Regions from separate parts of the Triticum aestivum genome. Here region 1 is linked to region 2. The links are chromatin contacts, called in public Hi-C maps. All regions are on one chromosome and are shown on one strand. Each heading gives the region's core, a stretch centred on a gene start, on an enhancer-like site or on the middle of the called end of the contact. The rest is flanking DNA. Distances are from core to core; before and after follow the strand shown.

Region 1 (4,782 bases), core at 1,234-3,733, 150 kb before region 2:
GTTGCCAAAAGTATATGAAAGTTGTAGAATATTGGCATGAAACAATAAAAAATTATAGATATGACGGAGACGTATCACTATGCATCTCCTAGATAGATCTTGCATGACCATAGGTAATTTTTTGAAATTGCATGCTACGTTCCCCAACATGAATAATTTGTATTTGTGTGCGCTACTCATTGTTTGTGTGTGATGTTTGACGTGGATGTTTGCATGAATTGATGTATTGAAGGTTGTGGTTACAAATCAGGTCTTGCCAAACAGATAACCACTCATCCATGTGGCAAGCAACCCAAACTATCAAAAGAGGGCCATATATAGGGGCCTGGATTTGTCAAACTTTTTTTTTTGAGAAAAGGTTGCTACGTGTTCGTGATAAGAATATACGGTTACAACACCACACGTACACTCAAGAAAGACAAAGCAAAAAGAACATTTGTCCTGGTAAAAATGCAAAAAGGCCCCAAAATAAAAAGTAATACAATCAAGTCCTTGGAGGTCCCTCTGCACAGAAAAGCAACCATCCACCATTGTCGCCCACTGTCGACAAAATACCGCCGGAGTGGAAGAAGATGAAGATCCATCACAACCAAATCTGAAGGAGCGCCATCGCAATCAGAGTCACTTTGTGAGCCGAAGAACACGTCCACCGCGAATGGTAGAACAAATTCCAATGTAGCACGTCTGCTGGGGGGCATCTCCATGCCACCCGCCGGACATCAGCGCCGCCGTCTTAGAAGAGTAGCGAGGCTGCCTGCCGCCGTTCGCCAACCCAATACCGAAACAATCATCCTCTCGCATAGATCGCCATCGCCGCTCCTAATTGGAACAACAACCGCCTACCCAGACAAGAAAAAACTAACCTTGTTGATCCGACTAACCAAAGAGGAACACGAGCCATCGACCTGCCGATGCTGCCCAGGAGAGCACCACTAAGATGGGGGAAGTCGAGGCAAATTTATTCGTCGGAGCGACGCTACCGCCGCCATCGAAGCTGCGCCGCCGTGAAAACTATTCCTAAACTATCTACAGGCTGACGCCGAAGCACCGGGGATCTCCACACCTCCCTGCCGCCAGATGGCAGATGGAAGGAGGGAGATCCCATGGGCTCGCTGGCGGCGGTTGAAAATGGGAAGTAGATGGACAGATCCGGCCCCTCAAACGCCCGCGGACGCCCCGGATGCGTCCGCTGGCAATGATCGGGCACGCCTCATATTTGCCACTCTGTATCCGCGTATCTCATATCCGGCGCCTTATATCCATACTATACATGCAACATTGATCTACTCTACGTGATCAAATGACGGACAACTAAAATCGACTGCAACGGAACACAAGATCGGCTGCAAACGGACATTGACAAACTTCGCCACATCCAAATCATCATAGTTCGTCATAGGACAAGTTCTTAACCTTCTACAACTAAAAACGATATAAACATTGAGGAGGGGGCGGAATCACCACTTCCTCGTCGGGCCTTTGCCCTTCCGGTCGCCGGCACAGCTATATGCGTCCGCGGCTTGGGGGGGGGGGGGGGTCTTGGTCGTCCGACGAGGAGGTGCACCTGTCGCCGTCGTCGGAGTCGGAGTCGGAGAGAACGACGAGCCCCTTCATCCGACGGACTGCCCTATCCTGCTCCCGCGTCAACCTGATGACCCGAGCCTTCTCCGTCGCTGCCTCCTTCGCCTCGCGCTCCGACTGCTCAATAGCAAGCCGGAGCAACTTGGCGTTCTTCTGTTGGAGGCAGCGAGCGTCCGTCTCGGCCGTCGTGAGGGGCCGGCGGTAGACCCATGCGAGGAGACATGCGTCCTCGTTGGGGTGCGCCTCCGTCCCGCGGCTGCTGTCGTCGGGGGAAGGAGACGGCGCAGGGGCGGTGCGGACTGCGCTCTCCTGGCGTCGCTGCGCGAGGGCCGGGAGGATCCAGTCCGGCATCCGCGCTGCACCAGCGTGGGAGCTGCGGCGACGCTCTAGATCCGAAGCTGCCGCAGTCTCCGCCTTGGACCGCTCAGCGCAATGCGAGGGCCATCTCCTCCTCGTAGTCGAGCTCGGAGCCGGAGTCGCTGCCGGAGCTGGACATCCTAGTGAATGGGATCGAAATCGAAGAGGGAGAGGAGAGGACGGAGCGAGAGAGTGAGCTAGGGTTCGGAGCGAGGCGCCCGGATTGGGGTTTTTTGCGGAACAGATGTGGGGCTGATGGTGGGCCATGCCAGTTAGGCGGACGCGCCCCGGCGTGCCCGAGCTATCCCACATCCGTCATATATTTGGGCTGGATACGAGGGGTGCCGGTCAGCCCGGGCGTTTGTTCATGGTTTGAGAAGTTCGATTAGGTCAAAATTGTTTGACCGGACAACCTGTCCGGCGTTTGAGACGGGTACGAGAAGCTCGATTGGAGATGCCACTAATTACAGCTTTGGTGGTTTGGTCTTCTGTTAGTACTACGATATCGGTTCAGGCCGGCACGTTGCCCGCCGGCCGTAGTACCGGTCAAAAGAAGGGGGCATGCAGCTGAGCTGATTCAGAACCACTTACCACGTCAACGAAATCAGCATTGGAATTCTTATTCGGCGGTGGATTCTTCTAAACTATACTACAGTAGTAATTTATCTGCAGCAACCGATGACTTGTTTATGAATTTAAATCGTGTTCAACACGGAGCGTGCGGGAACGCAATAATGCAATCGCTGTCATCTTGTACTATTTGTCAAACCTCTCTCACCGCAATTTCCTCTGCCTGCGGTCAGAGGCCCATAGCCAAGCCAGGGGCGGCAATGGAGAGCAACAGCAGCACCTGCGCCATCTGCAATGGCGACATGCGGCGTGGCGGCGGCGGCGGCAGCGGCTTCACGGCCGACTGCTCCCACCAGTTCCACTACCGTTGCGTCTCCGGGAGCCTCGCCAGCAGCCGCCAAGCCTGCCCGCTCTGCAGCGCGCGATGCCGCGACCTGCCGTCCTTCCGCTCCTCCAAGAGCTACACGCCGTCACAGCCGCCGCCCGCGTCGCGCGCGCCGGCACAGCCGTTCTTCCGCCCCATGGAGCCACGCGTCTTCGACGACGACGACCCGGTGCTCCGGGCGCCTCGGCCTCTCGGCGACCGGCAGTATGGTGCCGCGAGTGCGACGTCCAGCGGGTCATTGGCGGTGGCGCTCAGCACGCACTGCGAGTACTCGTCTCTGGCGCGGGACGCGCCCCACGAGAACTTCGCCGTGCTTGTGCATGCCAGGGCTCCGGGGACTGGTAGCGCGGCCACCGGAGGGGCGCCGTCGCGCGCGCGGGCGCCAATCGACCTGGTCACCGTGCTCGACGTGAGCGGCAGCATGGTGGGGAGCAAGCTGGCGCTGCTGAAGCAGGCCATGGGCTTCGTCGTCGACAGCCTCGGCCCTGCGGACCGCCTCTGCGTCGTGTCCTTCTCGTCCGGCGCCAACCGCTTGATGCGGCTCGCGCGCATGTCGGAGTCGGACGGCGGGAAGGACCTGGCGAAGCGCGCCGTGCAGTCCCTCGCGGCGGGCGGCGGCACCAACATCGGGGCCGCCCTCCGCAAGGCCGCCAAGGTGCTGGACGACCGCCTCCACAAGAACGCCGTCGCGAGCGTGATACTTCTGTCGGACGGGCAGGACACGTACACCGTGCCCAGGCGCGGCCGTGACGCCAACTACGACGCGCTCGTGCCGCCTTCCTTCATGTACACCGGAGCCGGCGACCGGTCCGCGCCTGTCCACACGTTTGGGTTCGGCACCGACCACGACGCGGCGGCGATGCACACCATCGCCGAGGCCACCGGCGGCACGTTCTCGTTCATCGAGAACGAGGCGGACATCCAGGACGCATTCGCTCAATGCATCGGGGGGCTCCTCTCCGTCGCCGTGCAGGAATTGCGCGTTGACATCGCGTGCCCGCAATCGGGGGTGCGCGTCCGGTCGGTCAACTCCGGCCGCTACAGGAGCCACATCAACGTTGACGGCCGCTCCGCCTCCATCGACGTCGGCGAGCTGTACGCCGACGAGGAGAGGCGCTTCTTGCTGCTCATGGACGTGCCGAGGGCCCGATCCACCACGGATGTCACCCACCTGATGCAAGTCAGCTGCGCTTACCGAGACATGGTGACTGGACGGCCAACGAACGTGGACGGCGAGGACGCGGTGGTGCTGAGGCCCTCGCGGGCGGTGAGCCTGGAGCGCTCCGCGGAGGTCGAGCGGGAGCGCGTCCGGTTGGCGGCGACGGAAGGCATCGCCGCGGCTCGTGCGGCGGCAGAGCGGGGCGCTCACGAGGAGGCGGCCGAGATACTCCAGAGCGGGCAGCGAGCCGTCGCGCGCTCGGCGGCGGCCCGAGCAGGGGACTCCATGTGCGTAGAGTTGTCCCGAGATCTGCAGGAGATGAGCACCCGCGTAGCGGACCGGCGGCGGTACGAGCTGTCCGGGCGCGCGTACATGCTGGCAGGGCTGAGCTCGCACGCGCAGCAGCGCGCGACGTCGCGGCAGATGTCAGGCGACAGCGGGACGACGCGCCGCACGGCAGAGGCGGCCCTTGGCACGACGGTAATATCTACGACGGGCGCCACGGCGTCCTACTCGTACGTGACGCCGGCGATGATGGACATGCTGGACCGATCGCGGAGATCGCGGGAAATGACGGCGCTGTCGCAGCAGAGGAGTAAGGAGCGGCGAAGGAGCGCACACTACTGAACCCACCGATGTAGAGGATCAGGATTGACCTTTGATCAGAGAGATATGGTTTTCAAGTTTGTATAATCTGTACTGAGCTTCTCTCTACAGTCCACAAACTTTG
Region 2 (4,947 bases), core at 1,296-3,795:
TATAAGTGCTGGTATAAGGCATTGAAGCCGCATAGCTAAAACTTTTGTGACCAGCTTGGGCAGACTATGGACCAGAGGAATCGGGTGAAAATCCTTAATGTGAGTAGGGTCATCCTTTTTCGGTATAAGCACAATGTGGGCCAGATTAATGTCCTTTAAGTTGCCTCCATGTTCATAGAACTCATGGAAGAAACTGAGCAGGTCCTCTTTTAGCAAGCCCTTGAACTCCTTGTAAAACTCACTCGTGTATCCATCCAGCCCCGGGCTCCGATTGTTGGGAGTTTTCTGGATAACAGATGCCAGTTCTCCCCAAGTGAAAGGCTCCTCGAGGGTTGCCAAATCAGCATGGTCATAGAGCTGGGCAGGATCAAGTGATGGCAGAGAAATTCTTGGTTGTCCAAAGATTGTACTGAAGAAACTTGTGGCGATCCTCAACTTCTCTTGCTCATCGAAGAATTCAACTCCATTCTCGACCAGGAGCCTCACCCGATTCTTTTTACGATGGTAGTTAGCAGAGGCATGGAAAAAACTTAGTGTTTCCGTCACCCAAGATGCAATCTCTGATCTTAGCTCACCGCTTCTAGGCCATGCTCTGCCAAAGAATTAGTTGTTGTGCCTTTGTGTTTGCATGCTTTCTCAGGGCGAGCTCGAGCCTGGATAGGTGTCTCCTTTCCTCCATTGCATCAAAGAACTGCACCACATGTTTACAATTATCCAAAGTTAATTGTATGGGTGTGGTGGACTTGCTCCATTTTCTGAGTGCCGCCCTGAGCCTTCTCAATTTGAAGCTGAGAAGGGACAAAGCCGCGGAAAAGGGCCTGCAACCTCTTTGCCAGAGAGTCCTGAGCAACTCCCAGGCCGCTAGCATCTGCAACCAGTGATTTTCGAATCTAAAGAAGGGGCAGGCTGGTGTTTTTTGCAGAAATCTACAATAATCAGGGCATGATCTGAAGTAGTTGAGGGAAGTGCCGCTGCCATGGTGTCCAAAAAACTCAGGTTCCAATCAGCATTGACAAGAATTCTGTCCAGCTTGACGAGGGTTGGCTCAATTCTCTTGTTCGACCAGGTGAATGTGTGGTTTGAGATGTCGATATCATCTAGAGCGTTCTGACTGATCCAGGAGTTGAAAGTGTCCATCAGAGGCCAATTCTTTCTTCCCTAAGATTTTTCATGGGCGTATCTATACATGTTGAAATCGCCCATCAGAATCCACGGACCAGCAATCATTGGAGACACTTGGTTCATGGCCTCGAAGAAATCTGGTCTGTCTTCATTATCACAAGGCGCATAGACTGTGGACAGGGTAAAGCTGTCGTTGTTGTCTGTAGATTGGAACTTCATGGTGATGCAGAAATGGTTCTTGGCCATCTCTGTGCCATGGACGACGCTGTCGTCCCAGGTGAGAACAAGTCCGCCTGAGGAGCCATTCGCCGGCATGTACACGAATGATCTCAAACCTGAGGGAAGGAAGGTGGACGCCTTCCTCAAGTCTAGCTGCTGCAACTTGGATTCCTGCAAGCAAACCACAGACGATCGACTAGCCAGGAGAGCATCCTTAACTAGAGTGCATTTGTCAGAATCGCCAAGCCCTCTAACGTTCCAACTAGAGATCCTCATAAAAACAAGGGGAGACAACTAGGAAGACATTCCAGAGAGCAGAGAGTGAAGCACATATCGATAGCTTGATAACAGAGGTGCTCATGAGAGCTTACATGGTACATGACACGATTAGCAAAGCAGTGAAGAGGGAAACATGCAGTACAATGCAGATACAACGCCTCAAGAGGCCATACATCGATATGAGAAGCTACTACATGCAGACTACTAGGAAAATGCAGATTCAGGCCACAACAGACGCAAGCTACTGGCAAACTATAGCAATAAAGAAGCTGAGCAGAGACATCTCCAACAGGGCAACTATCCATGGGTTGATCCATTGGACTCAGAGGAGGCAGAAGCCTCACCCGATTCGGCAGGGGGGAGGCATCTGCGAAGACCAGCGCTTCATTCAAATCGCAGCAGCGAGCAAGGAGCTTGGCCTTGCCACGGGTGAGCGGTCTTGACGTATCGCGGAGGGGGAGCTCGAGGACGTCGGCGGCCTTCGTGGTCTTTCCCCGATTACGGCCAGGCGAGCGGCGCCGGGCTGCCCCGCTGTCAGACGGGCTGGACGAGGCCTTGTGCTTGGAGGCGCGCTCGACGGACCCCAGGAAGACCCCGTCGTACATCTTCTAGATGCGTGAGCTACGGCGGGGGCAGGCAGCCGGGGCAACGGGGGCCACATCGACCGTCTCCCTCGGGGCCTCCTCCGCAGGCGGGCCGTCAGAGGCCTGCACTTGCTCCACAGCCGGCAGATCCGGCGCCAGGGAGTCGTCTGAGATGGTGATGGTGGCTGGTTGGAAGAGCTGCAGGGTGGGGGGAGGAGCGCTGCTCAGCAGCGGCGGGCTCAGATGCAGGAGCGCGGCAACTGCAGAATCTAGTGGCCACTGTAGCGGGGAGGATAGCACAAGAGGCGTGTTGTAGGTTAGTGCAGGTGACGGGGGATAGAAACTCGGTTGGGAGCAGGCCCACAAAAGGGCCCGGGATCGGCCTGACGGGCCTCGTGCAGATGGGCGGGTGTTTAGCACTTGGTGGGCTTGCACCCTGATTTCGGCCAGCGGAAGCTTAAGTGATGGGAAGGAGGGTTCGCCTGCAAGGGAAAGGAGGGGCCCAACATCTGGCACTAGTGAGCTGGGCACTGTGTTTTTTGGCGGGTGCTTACACTCGTTGAGGGCAGCAGAGGCAAGGTGCGGGAGCAGAACTCACCAGCCATGGTTTTAGGCTAGAGCTTGAACAAGATGGAGCGGCAGTTGTGATGCTCAACAATCCCACGGTTGAGATCAAAGCAGACGAAGCGGCCATGTTCTACAATGGCCTGTCCAGCAAGGACTACCCCCGAGGCCGAGCGGCGGTTGCTCATCTTGACGGAGAAAGTGAATGTGGGAGTATCGGCATCAAAGGCCACAGAAGTGTGCGGAAGCGTGACGTCTGCCGCCATGAGGACAGGTTTAAGGCACAGGCGGTCATCGTCCTCGTGTGCGACCTCCTGGATTGTGGGAATGGCGAAGGTGGTGTATCTCTGGAGTCTAGGTTTGGAAGATACTTTAAGCATGGCTATGGAGTCGCCAAATGTGGCCAGGTGCGGGTGTTGGAAGGCGCGGTCAAACATGCTCTCATTGATGGCCCGCTTAGCGCGAGGATTGGCATGGCCACGGCACAACCCGCGAGAAGGGGCGTGGTCGCTGCCCTCGGGGGAGGGGGCGAAGCATGTGGTGGAAGCGGAGGGGAGGAGGGGGAGCCCAACGTGCGTGCCACGTCCTAGACTTCGTTAATGATGACGTTGGCATAGATGCCGACGCCATCAATGCGGTTGATAGTGAGGTGGTGCGAGATGTGCTTGAGAGCCTCGACTTTGGCCAGGAGGAGGATGCAAGAGAAGTCATTCCCATGGAGGCAGACATGGTTAACGCCGAGCAAGCAAGCAAAGCCAGCCACGTTGGAAGAAACGCCCCTCCGATCCAACAGCTCGAGGGGCATTTTCTCCAGCGATAGGCTGACAATGTGGCGGAAAGCGAAGGTGAAGGCGTTGTTGCCGGCATTTGTGGTGGAGGATGTGTACACGACGGGAGGCGGTTTCTATGGGGCTCGCCCTCATGGCTGCAGTCTGCTCCGCCTCACGGAGGAAGACCACAAGGACAGTGCCCGTGGTGCAGCCGGGGAAGCGGCCTTCGAGATGAAGCTGCTCGTGATACATCTCCAACGTATCTATAATTTATGAAGTATTCATGCTATTATATTATCTGTTTTGGATGTTTATGGGCTTTACTAAACACTTTTATATTATTTTTGGGACTAACCTATTAACCGGAGGCCCAACCCAAATTGTTGTTTTCTTGCCTATTTCAGTGTTTCGAAGAAAAGGAATATCAAACGGAGTCCAAACGGAATGAAACCTTCGGGAGAGTTATTTTTGGAATGGAAGCAATCCAGGAGACTTGGAGTAGACGTCAGGGAAGCTTCGAGGAAGCCACGAGGCAGGGAGGCGCGCCCTACCCCCTGGGCGTGCCCCCCACCCTCGTGGGTCCCTCGTGGCTCCCCTGACCGACTTCTTTCACCTATATATATCCATATACCCTAAAAACATCGGGGAGCAGAATAGATCGGGAGTTCCGCCGCCGCAAGCCTCTATAGCCACCAAAAACCAATCGGGACCCTGTTCCGGCACCCTGCCAGAGGGGGGATCCCTCACCGGTGGCCATCTTCATCATCCCGGCGCTGTCCATGACGAGGAGGGAGTAGTTCACCCTCGGGGCTGAGGGTATGTACCAGTAGCTATGTGTTTGATCTCTCTCTCTCTCGTGTTCTTGATTCGGCGTGATCTTGATGTATCGCGAGCTTTGCTATTATAGTTGGATCTTATGATGTTTCTCCCCCTCTACTCTCTTGTAATGGATTGAGTTTTCCCTTTGAAGTTATCTTATCGGATTGAGTCTTTAAGGATTTGAGAACACTTGATGTATGTCTTGCATGTGCTTATCTGTGGTGACAATGGGATATCACGTGATCCACTGGATGTATGTTTTGGTGATCAACTTGCGGGTTCCGTAACATTGTGAACTTATGCGTAGGGGTTGGCACACGTTTTCGTCTTGACTCTCCGGTAGAAACTTTGGGGCACTCTTTGAAGTTCTTTGTGTTGGTTGAATAGATGAATCTGAGTTTGTGTGATGCATATCGTATAATCATACCCGTGGATACTTGAGGTGACATTGGAGTATCTAGGTGACATTAGGGTTTTGGTTGATTTGTGTCTTAAGGTGTTATTCTAGTACGAACTCTATGATAGATCGAACGGAAAGAATAGCTTCGTGTTATTTTACTACGGACTCTCGAATAGATCAATCAGAAAGG

What was found. A called contact is a pair of places that touch in the nucleus more often than the background predicts.
Region 1: a contact with region 2 is called in a Hi-C map of root, with 8 times the contacts expected there. The contact joins the promoter of LOC123180977 here to the enhancer-like site in region 2. A contact is called at or near these places in 2 of 5 Hi-C or Micro-C datasets (leaf and root).

What each region holds. Positions count from the first base shown.
Region 1 is chr1D:202,831,438-202,836,219 of IWGSC CS RefSeq v2.1, reverse strand. It overlaps LOC123180977 (E3 ubiquitin-protein ligase WAV3-like), which reads left to right and starts at 2,483. Exons shown (of 2, transcript XM_044593179.1): 1 at 2,483-4,782. The coding sequence starts at 2,628. The coding sequence ends at 4,679.
Region 2 is chr1D:202,683,864-202,688,810 of IWGSC CS RefSeq v2.1, reverse strand. No RefSeq gene overlaps it. Among protein-coding and RNA genes, the nearest start is that of LOC123180975, 18 kb to the right of the region's middle. Within about 2 kb of position 2,545, at least 8 of the 8 cell types and tissues checked have an H3K27ac peak or open chromatin away from gene starts, as enhancers often do. A contact at or near this core is called in leaf and root, where this site is marked.